Linked DNA regions of Mus musculus: region 2 is linked to region 1. The links are chromatin contacts, called in public Hi-C maps. All regions are on one chromosome and are shown on one strand. Each heading gives the region's core, a stretch centred on a gene start, on an enhancer-like site or on the middle of the called end of the contact. The rest is flanking DNA. Distances are from core to core; before and after follow the strand shown.

Region 1 (5,854 bases), core at 1,824-4,323:
GAACTTTTTATATGAGGAAACTGAGCATGGGTTTTTATACTCATAGGTCCTAGTACAAATACATGTCCTGTGTCTTAGATGCTTTCCTGTTGCTATGATAAATATCCCAACAAAAGAAACTTAAGTTCAAGGTTCCAGGCCATCATGGTGGGAGAGTCCCAGTGGCAGGATTGAAGTCACATTGCATCTGCAGTCAGGAATCTGATGTGTGAATTCATAGTAGTGATCAGATCAATTTCTCTTAATTTTTGTTTTTTGGTTTTTTTTTTGTTTGTTTGTTTGTGTTGTTTTTTTCAAGACAGGGTTTCTCTGTATAGCCCTGGCTGTCCTGGAACTCACTCTGTAGACCAGGCTGGCCTCGAACTCAGAAATCCACCTGCCTCTGCCTCCCGAGTGCTGGGATTAAAGGCATGTGCCACCATGCCCGACTTCTCTTAATTTTTATTCAGCCTAGGGAATGGTGCCACCCATTGTAGGTAGGTCTTCCCAATCTAAATTAACCTGATAATCTTTCATAGACATGCCCAGTGCTTGCCTCTCAGGTGGCTCTCCAACCCTCCTTGTGGGGCTGCAGGACCATTTCATCTTCTAAGACCAAAGCTCTGAACCCCTTGAGCTAATCCATCTCCCCAGCCTGGACTCCTCCACCCCACTTTTTGTTTGAGCTTGGCTGCTATGCGTAAGTTGTATTAATAGAATCATATAACATGTCTCTCTCTCTGTATGTATGTTTATGGTGTGGTCTCTCTTTGGGTGTGTGTGTGTTGTGAGTGGTTTTGGTGTGGTAAATGTGTGTGTTGTGTGTGTGACATGTACATAGTGTATGTTATGTGTGTGTGGTGTGGTATGTGAAGTATGTGTGTGGAATGCTGCGTTGTGGTGTGGTGTGTATCTAGGGGAGTGGATGTTGCATGTGGTATGTTTCTGTGTGTTTGTATGTAGTGTGTGGTATGTGGCGTGTATGTGGTGTTATACATAGTATGGTTTGTGTGGTGTGTGTGGTCTGGTGGGTTGTATTGTGGTCTGTTATGTCTACTGGATGTGGTGTGTGCAGTGTGTGTATGTGTGTTTGCATAGCACTGAGGGTATGTATGGTGTGGCACATGCAGAAGAGCAACAGAAGGAAGAAGTCACTCCCAAGCATCACTGTGAACAAATATTCCCAGAAGCCCCCAGTACAGAAGCAGAAGCAGAAGCAGGCAGGTCTAGCTGAGTGGCACAATGCCCAAGGGGCTTCCATGAGCCTGCTGAGAGTCCTGAAGCTCTAGGAAGAGTGAAGGTGGCTGGTAGTGACTGCAGGATGCAGGCCATCACTCACTGACTCCTGATTGACTGGGAGCACCCCAGGTAGCTCTGTAGATCCCAAGGGGATGATGGACAGATGCTCCAGACCTGACCTGACACCGGCCTCTCCCTTCCAAGTGGCTTGCGTGGCCACTAGGGAGCTAAAGGGAAGCCCAGAGTCCTGCCTGAGCTCTGCTCACTCGTTGGACTGCCTGAAAGTGAAGGCTGTAGGGTATGGTGCTAGCTTAGCGGGTCAAGTACTTGCTTTATAAGCAGGAGGGCCCGGGTTTGCTCTCCAGAACCTGCACAAAAAGCAGGGCATGTTGGCATGCGTGTAACCCCTATGCCAAGAAGGCTGAGCCAGAAGGATCTTGGGGCTCCAGCCTAGCCCATTTGGTGAGCTGCAGGTTCAGTGAGACACCCTGTCTTGAAAGATAAGGTGTAGCGTGATCGAGGGATGACTGGAGTTTGATCTCTGGCACACATGCGCACAAGCACACCACACACAGAGCACACAGATGAGTGAGGGACACATGTATGCGACAGGAGAACAGACAGTGGTCCAGTGCAGGGTGTGAGCCTGGCAAGTTCATGACCCATGTTGGTGCTTGCCCCCTGACTCTCCCCCATACCCAGAGTCTCCTGACCTGGTGGCCTTAGCATAGATGTTACTGAGAAGATATCTTGACCCAGGAAGGCTTGGAAGCCCTCCTAGGTGGAACTTTGGCACTTGGCCTTCTTATGCGCAGGTTTAGGTGTCTCACTCTCAGGATTCTGAGCCAGTCGGAGTGGGGCATGCTGGGTCTGCACTCTGGGATGCCAAGTATCCAGGGCTGCCCCTAATTCTCCAAGGACAGGGTGAATACAGCTTTACCTACTAGTGGTCACAGGGAAGACTCTCTTTCCTGGGGGAGTTTCCGTGAATGCCAACTAAGGGGATCCAGAGATCACCTCAAACACCAAGGGGAAGGCTCTGGACAACCTGCCTGAATCTACTCTGCTTCTGGCAATTAGCATCTGAGTTAAGACCCAGTGGTTCCTAGTCTGTTTAGCTTGCAATTGGAATGTCTGTGGTCCATTCTGTCTCTAGTAGCTTGTCAGGGCTTTGAGTGAGGTCAGGGTTCCTGTCAAGCGCCTGGAATGAAGGCATGAGCTGTCCACAGACTTTACTGACCGAGCACCTCTGGGTCACTGTGAGTTTACAAGTTTACAGTAAGAGCTTCTAAGAGAATACTGGAGTGGCCTGCAATCCAGAGTCACCTCGGAAATCTCGACCTTACTATGATTCCTGGGTATCCTAGGGAGGGGAACCTCGTTAATTTTATCCTTCAGTTCTCATGCATGTGTACACACGCTTGAATGTGTGTGAGTGTATATGGGTGTATGTGTGCATGTGTTTGTGTGTGTGAATACTACATGTGTGGCACACCCCCACACTTCACTCTCTGGCAGCTTGAGCCCCAGTCACAGCCAGAAACACCCCCATAAAGGAACTCTGACCAGAACAAGCTCACTCTGTGTGAAACCTGGGAAGACACTAAGATAACAGGAGTGTTCGTTTGGTGATGTAAGGAATAGCTCTGGCGAAGGAGCACAAAACATATTTCCACCACCCTGAACATACCAGGAACACACTGCTGCCACCGGCATGGTCCTTGAAAAGTCATAGGGACATTCAGGACTGGTTCCAAACAGACCCTCCCTGGCTGTCAGCTTTCTGCTTCCCTTGTCTGGAGCCAAGCAGAACAGGACAACCCTCAAGGATTAGCAGGGAAGGTCAATGTGACCTTCTAGGGCTTTCCCTCTATGTGGCTGTCAATAAAGGCTGAACTGAAGGACCTCTGGAGAAAGAGGGAGAGAGCCAGGGGCCTCCCAGGGTCAGGTGACCCACAGGAAGGAAGGACCCATATGTTGATGCACTGGTGGGCTTCCTCCTACTTTCCCAAGGGTCAAGACTTATAATTTGTTCTCCATTTAGGAGAAATAAATGAGGCATGCTTTTGTTTAGTAGGAAGAAATGCTTGATGAAAAACAATGAATTGGACTTCAGTCATCTGTTTGAAAAAACACATCTCACGGTTTTATGAACTCAGTTTCAGTTGAACTTAAGACCTCCAAGTGTTTTAAAGTGAACAGTGTTAGTTTTAAGCGGCATGCGGGCCAACCTGGCTCTCCAGTGCACATGGCTGACTTCTACCACGTGGAGTGTAACACAAATCTGCTAGCACCACCACTGACCGTTCTACTGGGGAAAGGTAGTAATGACAAATTTGACATTAATGACAAATCCGTGGATGTCCTCAAAGCACCAATTAATGAGTACCGTGTCTACTGGGGACTCTATTAAGCTGTGTGTGACTCAGAGCATTGCTGATTCCAGGGACTGTGAAATGTCAAAACGTGGAACACATATCCAAGAAACATGACCATGGCAGGTGTGTGAGGGACTCTCAGCCTTTGCACAAACACTCTGACTCTTTTAGGTTGCGGATATAGAGGTATAGTCTCTGTATGGGTGAGTGTGTGCATGCACGTGCATGTGCATGCGTGTGTGTATATGTGTGTGTGTGTGTAGGTCAGAGGTCAATCTCAGGCATAATTCCTCAGGACACTGTCCACCTTGGTTTTTGAGACAGGGTTTCTCACAGGCCTGGAACTTGCTGATTGGGCTAGGCTGGGTGGCCCCACGAACTCTGGAGAGGCCCCACTCACCACCTCTGCAGCACTGGGGTTACACGTGGACAGAGCCACACTTGGCTTTTTAGCACAGGTTCTGGGGATTGAACGTAGGTCCTTGTGTTTTCGTGGCAAGCGCTTTATAGACCCTGGAGACACTGTTTAGTCTCAGCTATCTAGAATGATGGATGACCGGGAGTACCCCATGTATCACACCTTTAGATGCAGGCTCTCCTGGTTGTTGTGAGATCCTATGGGGAACCTGATACGAGCAGATAGGAGGTGATACGATGCATGGGAGAGCCTTGGCACAGAGACGTTTCAGACGTTGCTCTAGTGAAGGGAGGGCTCAGCTTCTAGTCTTACCCCTGAGGCATAGCACTGACTCTGTAACGACTGCATCATGAACGTCCCACGGAGGACCAAACATAAAGGGCTTGTCCCTTCACTGATGGGACCTTTGGAAGGTTGGAGGAGGGTTCAGGAGGCAGGGCCTGGTAGAGGGACATTAGGTCACTGGGGCTGTGACTCCGATGTCTTCTTGATCTTCCCTTTGATTATCGAATGCCATAAGGTAAGTGGCCTCTGTGAATTTCTGGGTGTGATGAGCCACTCTGCCACGGGTCCTGGCACAGCAGGGCCAGCCTACTGTGAACCGAAGACTGTGAAACCAGATGTCAAAACAAACTTTCCCTACTCTGTTGAATTTCTCAAATATTTTTTCATAGCCAGGAAACACGACCAGTCTATTATTTCCCTTTAGCTCCATGCAGAGGTTTTTCTAGATTATTCCGGGCATCCTGTTGCAAGTTGGCTATAAGGAGTCAGAGAAACTGAGCAAAGCATTTGGCTTGGAGTAGGTCCACGTGTGCTTTTTTATCTCCAAAACGTTTGAACTACCATCTATGGAAGCCACTTTCCCTAACCATCAAAGACTCTTAGGAGCTGGCCCTTCCAACCCCCCGGGATCTCTCTGGTCCACATCTGTGACTCATAAATACGAGGAACGAGCTTGGTTAGTTTGACACGTTCTTGTAGTGAGTCAGGGAGTGGAACGAGCAACCGGTTATTTGAAGAGATCACTTACATAGCAAAGTTTTTTGGGAAATCTAAGGGCGATTTTATTGTGCCCAAAAGGAATGAGTTGTAGATTGCCAGCCCGTATATTTAGAAGTGCAGAGGATGGAGGAGGGCGTGGCCGTGACAGGCCTACTGCTCTGAAGACTGGGATGAGAAGGAAGGACAGTGAATGAAGGGCCTGTAAACACACCCTGGGCTCATCCATCAGTGAGCCATGAGCATCTCACTACACTGTTGTGCTCAATACAAGGAGGGTGTCGTTAGGATCCAGGAAAGAACCTGGGAGCTTCGGGGAGTTCCAGGAGGCCTGCCAACTCTGATTGCAGGCTCTCTGGTGGGGACTGGGAGGGGCTGTGCTGCTTTGAAGGGAAACCAACTGTGGCTTGGTACCTCATTTTCTCGGACAGTGTGAGCATCAAACATTGCAAGAAGCTAAGAAGGAACCGCAAGATACAACTGAAACCAGCTACCCCCACCCCAACCCTTGGCAAGCCGGTGGGAGCTTGGAGCCAGATCTGACATGCTTTAGAAAAAGATAAAGTATTTCTTTCATGTCAATGGCTTAGTGACTTGTTTGGGTTTTTCTTTGTGTGTGCACACACTTGCATGCTGGTGTGTATTAAAATTTTGAGTATTTATTTATGTGAGTGTGCTTGTATTTATGTGTGTATATGTGTATGCACATATATATGTGTGTGCATCTGTGTGAATGCATATGTGTATGTGTGTGTGTGTATGAGGCCATGGAACGAATTACCTGTGGATGTCAAAGGCCAATGCTCTGTGAGAAACAATTCTTACCTTCCATTATGTT
Region 2 (5,854 bases), core at 2,339-4,838, 210 kb after region 1:
GGAAAACAGAAACCTTGTAATAGAATAAGGGAGGCCATGTTCCAGCCCCAGCAAGCATCAGAACACAGCAGCTTTGGCCATGTGGCTCTGGCTTTAGAGTGAAAAATAAAAGGAACTAATGAGACAGTTGGTGCTGGTTAGCTGGAGCTAAGAAATTAGTGGTGATTAAGAAGAGGCCAGCATCACTGAGGTAAGATATTCAGGGAAGTGTTTTCTGAGAGCACAAAGAAGTTGTGTTCTAGTGATAGCTAAGGTTGTACCTCCTGTAGCAGCTGTACTTGGTAATGTGTAAGTGTCACCCAGGTGGTACTGGATTTGAAGGCATGAAGGCTTCCTGAAGAACAGCTGATGCTTAGCACTGTGAGAGGCCATGGAAGGTCATTGGTGAAGGTGCAGCCTCAGTTGCAATTGACGGCCCAGGACTCAAGGGGTCATGCAAAGGAGCTGAGGCTTGGCACCATGAAGAGAGCCTACGAGAGGCTATTGGTGAAGCCTAGCTATAGAGGAAGGCCTCAGAGTATTGGAGATGCCAGGACCATGGGTGACCACCAAAAACAGCAACAGTGGAGTGGATCAACGAGAGCCTAGAGTGCTACAGAGGACAGAGCTGGAGAAGTGACCCAAGTCTTTGGAGGAACCCTGAAGATCATGTCTGGATCCCAGACATTGGAACAAGAAGCTGTGAAGTTGAAGTTGACTTGGAGACCCCAAGATGTTTAAATAAAGGTGCCAGAGCTGTGGGATTCCTGCTGAGGAAAGCTGCTAACAGAGAGTGGAACCAGCCTAGGAGAAAGAACTTTGTTGTAGTCAACAAAGATGAAAAAGGAGTTGGAGATCTGAAGACCACTTTGACATTAGACATGGAGATGCAGAGTTTAGAGTTTGCCCAACTGGTTTCCTGTCTTGCTTTGGGGATTGCAGTTAAGTGATTGGATGAATCTTAGAAGAGACTTTGAACTTTGGACTTTTAACATTGTTGAGACTGCTATAGACTATGGGGACTTTAGAAGTTAGAGTAAATGTATTTTTTATTATGTTATGTTTTGGTGGGCCTCCCAGGGCACAATAGACTCATATGTTTGAACAAGCCTTGGGGGCCAGGTAGTGGAATGTGATGATTTGTATTTGCTTGGCCCAGGGAGTGGCACTATTTGGAGGTGTGGCCTTTTGGGAGTAGGTGTGGCCTTATAGATATTGGCTTTAATACCCTTTTCCTATCTACCTGGGAGTCAGTCTTCCACTAGCACCCTTCAGGTGAAGATGTAGAACTCTCAGCTCCTCCTGCACCATGCCTACCTGGATGCTGCCATTTGACCTCACCTTGATGATAATGGACTGAACCTCTGAACCTGTAAGCCAGCCCCAAATTAAATTAAGATTTGCATGGGTGTCTATCCACAGCAGTAAAACCCTAACTAAGATACCCTGTCTCAAAAAAATGGGTGGAGAACAATGAAGACACCTGATGCTGACCTCTGGTCTGCATGTACACACACAGATGCACACATTCACAAATGAGCATGCACCCCCCACACACACACACATATACACAAGGGTGGGCCCAGGTCGTGGGTGGGGGGAGAATGACTTAGCTCTGGGAAAAAGCTCCCAGGAAAGCCACACAGCATACTTGCTGTTTCTGACCTAGAAACCCCAACCTGGGAGTCACAAAACAAGAGCTGAGCCCTCACCACTGCTCTCCCAAGATCCTGGGTCTGGAGCCATGGCAGGCTGACAAAATGGGAATGAAAAGCTTGCTATGTTACTCAGACATCACACGGGCCAGGCTGATGTAATCTTCCATTTCAATATCTGTACAAAATCTAGACTGCCTGTTTTCCCATCGTGAGCCTTAGGAGGCTGTGACACAGCCTCTGGTGATGCTGCAGTCTCTCTGGCTTGTGCATTTTCCTCAGCTCACAGTGACTTGCTGCTCCACCAGACCCTACCAAGGCCAACGTGAAAGGCATCTCAACAGAACTTATATGAGCATCGGAAAGGCTCACGTAGCGGAGGTGCAAACTCCGACTTTGACAGTGCAGGTTCATGCTTAGGTAAACTGTTCATTGAATACAAGCACTGCGACTCTGTTGTGGTTGCCCAGGTGATCCAGAAGGATGCTGTGTGGCCAAGTGGTGCATATTGTGCATCTACCATGACTGTGTAGGTCAAAGGGATGATTCATGCTACGGCACCGGAGGTGAGGTGAGGTTTTGGCCCACTGCTCAGAACACTCAGGATTAAAGACTTATGAATTGGGGGCTGGCGAGATGGCTCAGTGGTTAAAAGCACTGACTGCTCTTCCAGAGGTCCTGGGTTCAATTCCCAACAACCACATGGTGGCTCACAACCATCTGTAATGGGATCAGATGCCCTCTTCTGGTGTGTCTGAAGACAGCAACAGTGTACTCACATATATAAATAAATAAATTTTTTAAAAAAGAACTTACGAGTTGGTTATTTCTGGAAATCTCCACGTGTACTTTTTAGCCCATGGTTTGTCACAGGTGACAGGCTAAAACTGAATGGGGACTTGGAGGGTGAAGGGGGTGTGACTGTGGTAGGCACTATGAACTAGGTGAAGGCCAATGTGCTTTTGGTTTTGATCTTGGTACATGTGCGGCCAAAGCGAGCACTTGCTTTTGATTTTGATTTAACTTCATGTTCTAAAAAGCCATGTAGGAAACCTAGCCGATGGTTGAGTGACTTACCTGGGTCACAACAGCTATTAACTGACTGCCTGAGTGTCTGAGTGTCTGAGCAGCAGGCTCTGGGCCACTAGTACCCTGGTGTCCTGAGCTAGTATTTTGCCGGCAAGAATTCACTCGGACAACCGGATCCTTCTACGGCAAAGCTTTATTGCTTCATCATAAGGAAGACCCGAACCCGGAAAATGGAGCTGCTTAAATACCCCTCCGTGTGACGTGTCAGCTCTTGATTAGCTGCTCACTCATTACCCTACTCCTATACCCTGAGATGGGCAGTGACTTGGCACGAATTTACTCTTGCACCTGTGCACATTACTTGTTTACCAGTTAGGCACTACAGAAGCCAGCGCCATCTTGTAATGGCGATTGCTCACGGCTCTCCACACCCTGGGAAGTGTTTTCTGACTTGTTTTCCAAATGAAAACACCCTTCTCTGGAGCCAGATGCAGATCCCTGTTATGTCATCTTTTCAAGTTATGCTATCCTGACATTGCCCAGCAAGGTCGGGAAGGGATTCACCCCAGTTACTGCAGAGTGCTTCAGCACATTTGGTTGTGGTGGAGGAATCCTGACTCCACCCTAAGGATGCTGTCAGCTTCAGTAACCTCGAGGGCACTGATTATGAAGCTGCCAGCTCTTCGTCAGTGTGTTGGATTTATCACCTTCATTTTAAAAATCTGATTTATAGTGTTGCAAGCCCCCCCCGCCCCCCGCGCGCCCCCACTTCGTCTAGAGTAGTTGTCAGATTTAACAACCAGCTTGTAAAAGTCCTGGCAACTTAACAGTTGGCGGTTGTGACCCGGTACAAGCTGACTCTGACCTCCACTGTCCCGGCCAGCTTCACAAACAACTTAAAACAGCATAGGCAGAGTATACGTGTTCGCCCCTTGAAACACAATGACCTCTGTTTCCAGCCAAGTGGGACTCCTGCCCTCCAGACGAGCATCATGTCTTTCTTCCCCATTCTGTCCCCAGCAGCTCAGGGCTAATACAGAAACCCTAACATGCACTTTGCCTTTAAAGCTCATACTGTTAGGGAGAACGAAGCTCCATTGCTTTCCTGGGCCATGCTAGCTCGTGCCCCACTTCCTCTGGTTGCTGTGCCTATGCTGGCTGGGTAAGGTGTTACCTCTCACAGGTCACCAGGCCTGTGAGCCTCACGAGCCTCGAGCCTCGTCTAAAGAATTTCAGAGGAGATCAACCCATGTGAGCTAACGGCAAGGACCATAGCTCCCTGTGTCCAGGACTGCGGCTAAGTCTCGTGAGCTCGCAGTATGTGGGAAGTGATGTGGGGTTGGCCAAGAACTTGACCTAGGCCTAGGCTGTGTTAGGAGTGGGTTCCTCCTCACCTTGGCTTCATAGAACCACTGTAGCATTCCAAGAGGTTTTTGTTTTTTGTTGTTGTTGTTGGGTCTTTGACGGCCTGGTGGTGGGTGTGGCTCAGTGTTGGAGCCTTAGTTCTGTCTCCACCATGTTTTCTGTTTCAAGCTGTGGCTCTGAAAACCATAGGTCTTCCATAGGTCTAGCAGATGTGTTGGCGTGCTTGCTAAATATTCTGTCTCTGCTTGGAAGACTGGTCTTTGGAATGCAAAGTTCTAAGCTCTACCCTTCGATGTTCCCTTTTCGGGGCGGGGGTCACTGTCCTTTTTGGGGATCATAGCCCTGGCTTCTTCTTTCCCATCCTTCCTTCTCATATGTCACACTTATAACTCCTGTGTCTTTCTCACCAGACTATTGTCCTAGTGATGAAATGGACAGTGGTTATGGATTTCCAAGTTTTCTGAATGACCTGGCACGAAGTAGACCCTCACTCACACACACACACACACACACACACTCACACTCACACTCACTCACACACACACACACTCACACTCACACACTCACACTCACACTCACTCACACACACACACACTCACACTCACTCACACACACACACACACACACACACAAACACTCACACTCACTCACTCACACATCCATTCACTGTTTAAATAATTAAATAATAGAACTCAGCACCACCAGCATCTTATGACTTGGTATGGAAGCCCAAAGGAGACATCCTTTGTAAAAATCATGGAATAACAAAATGGTCGTTTGAGTTTGCAATGTCTACCAGAGGCTGCTGTATTTGAAAACTTGGCTGCCAGTTGGTGATACTGTTCTGAAAAGTTACAGAGCCTTCAGGCAGTACAGGCTTGCTGGAGGAAGTATGTGACCTGGGGGAGGGTTTTTAATCCCACTTCCTGTTCTCTTCCTCCGCTTCCAGCATTGGGATGACAGTGCGATCAGCCAGCTTCCTGCTCTGCCTCCCTGCTTCCTGGGGCTTCCTCACCAGGATGGATTCCCTTTTTTTTAATTAATTAATTAATTTATTTTATGTATGAGAGTATACTGTTGCTGTCTTCAGATACACACCAGAGGAGGGCGTCGGATCCCCATTACAGATGGTTGTGAGCCACCATGTGATTGCTGGGAATTGAACTCAGGACCTCTGGAAGAGCAGTCAGTGCTCTTAACCACTGAGCCATCTCTCCAGCCCTCACCAGCATGGATTTTAAACCTCTGGAATCATAAGTCAATCATAAACCACTCCTCTCCTTAATTTTCTGACGACAAACGACAAAGGCAAAGAGACCTGGGCTCCATGTGACTCTGGAATTCTCTTTCTCCTGCTCTGTTGAAGAAGAGAAAGCAAAAGCATCAACGTATTTGAAAAATCTTCCTGTGATAACAAATCCAGCCATTTTTTTTTCCCAATGTGAAAACATTTATGAAAATACTCTAAACTCCCCAAAGGACAATCTAAGTGTTGTGCACATGCAGAGGGGACGCATCAGAGCTTGGGAAGTCAACTGACATCCTGGCAGACCTTCCATTTGGGAAATGACGTCAGAGGAGGGTGAAGAAGAGAAGGAGCGGGGAGGGGAGATGTTTGGCCGATGCTTTATTTTTCAGACACAAGCAGAACAGCCATGGCCTGGTCTTGCCCGTAATGCTGATTTTATTAACAGCCAAATGGAGGTGTATCCGGGAAGCAGTAAACTGTACAATTAAAGGGAACAGCTTGGAAAGTTTTTAACTTGGGTCCCCGTGAAACCATAATGACAGTCAAGATGAAGATGTCCACCCCTCTCCAGGACTCC

The links. Hi-C and Micro-C count contacts between places; a contact is called where the count stands out from the background.
Region 2: a contact with region 1 is called in a Hi-C map of uterus, with 5 times the contacts expected there. The contact joins two enhancer-like sites. A contact is called at or near these places in 1 of 15 datasets of contacts at CTCF or cohesin (large pre-B cells), 7 of 484 Hi-C or Micro-C datasets (bone marrow-derived DN3 thymocytes, bone marrow-derived macrophages, cerebellar granule neurons and 4 more) and 3 of 115 datasets of contacts at active chromatin or transcription factors (the NIH/3T3 cell line, double positive thymocytes and embryonic stem cells).

The regions. Positions count from the first base shown.
Region 1 is chr13:51,997,023-52,002,876 of GRCm38.p6, forward strand. No RefSeq gene overlaps it. Among named protein-coding and RNA genes, the nearest start is that of Gm40948, 84 kb to the right of the region's middle. Within about 2 kb of position 3,074, at least 40 of the 459 cell types and tissues checked have an H3K27ac peak or open chromatin away from gene starts, as enhancers often do. A contact at or near this core is called in uterus, where this site is marked.
Region 2 is chr13:52,204,388-52,210,241 of GRCm38.p6, forward strand. No RefSeq gene overlaps it. Among named protein-coding and RNA genes, the nearest start is that of Gm33041, 16 kb to the right of the region's middle. Within about 2 kb of position 3,589, at least 11 of the 459 cell types and tissues checked have an H3K27ac peak or open chromatin away from gene starts, as enhancers often do. A contact at or near this core is called in uterus, where this site is marked.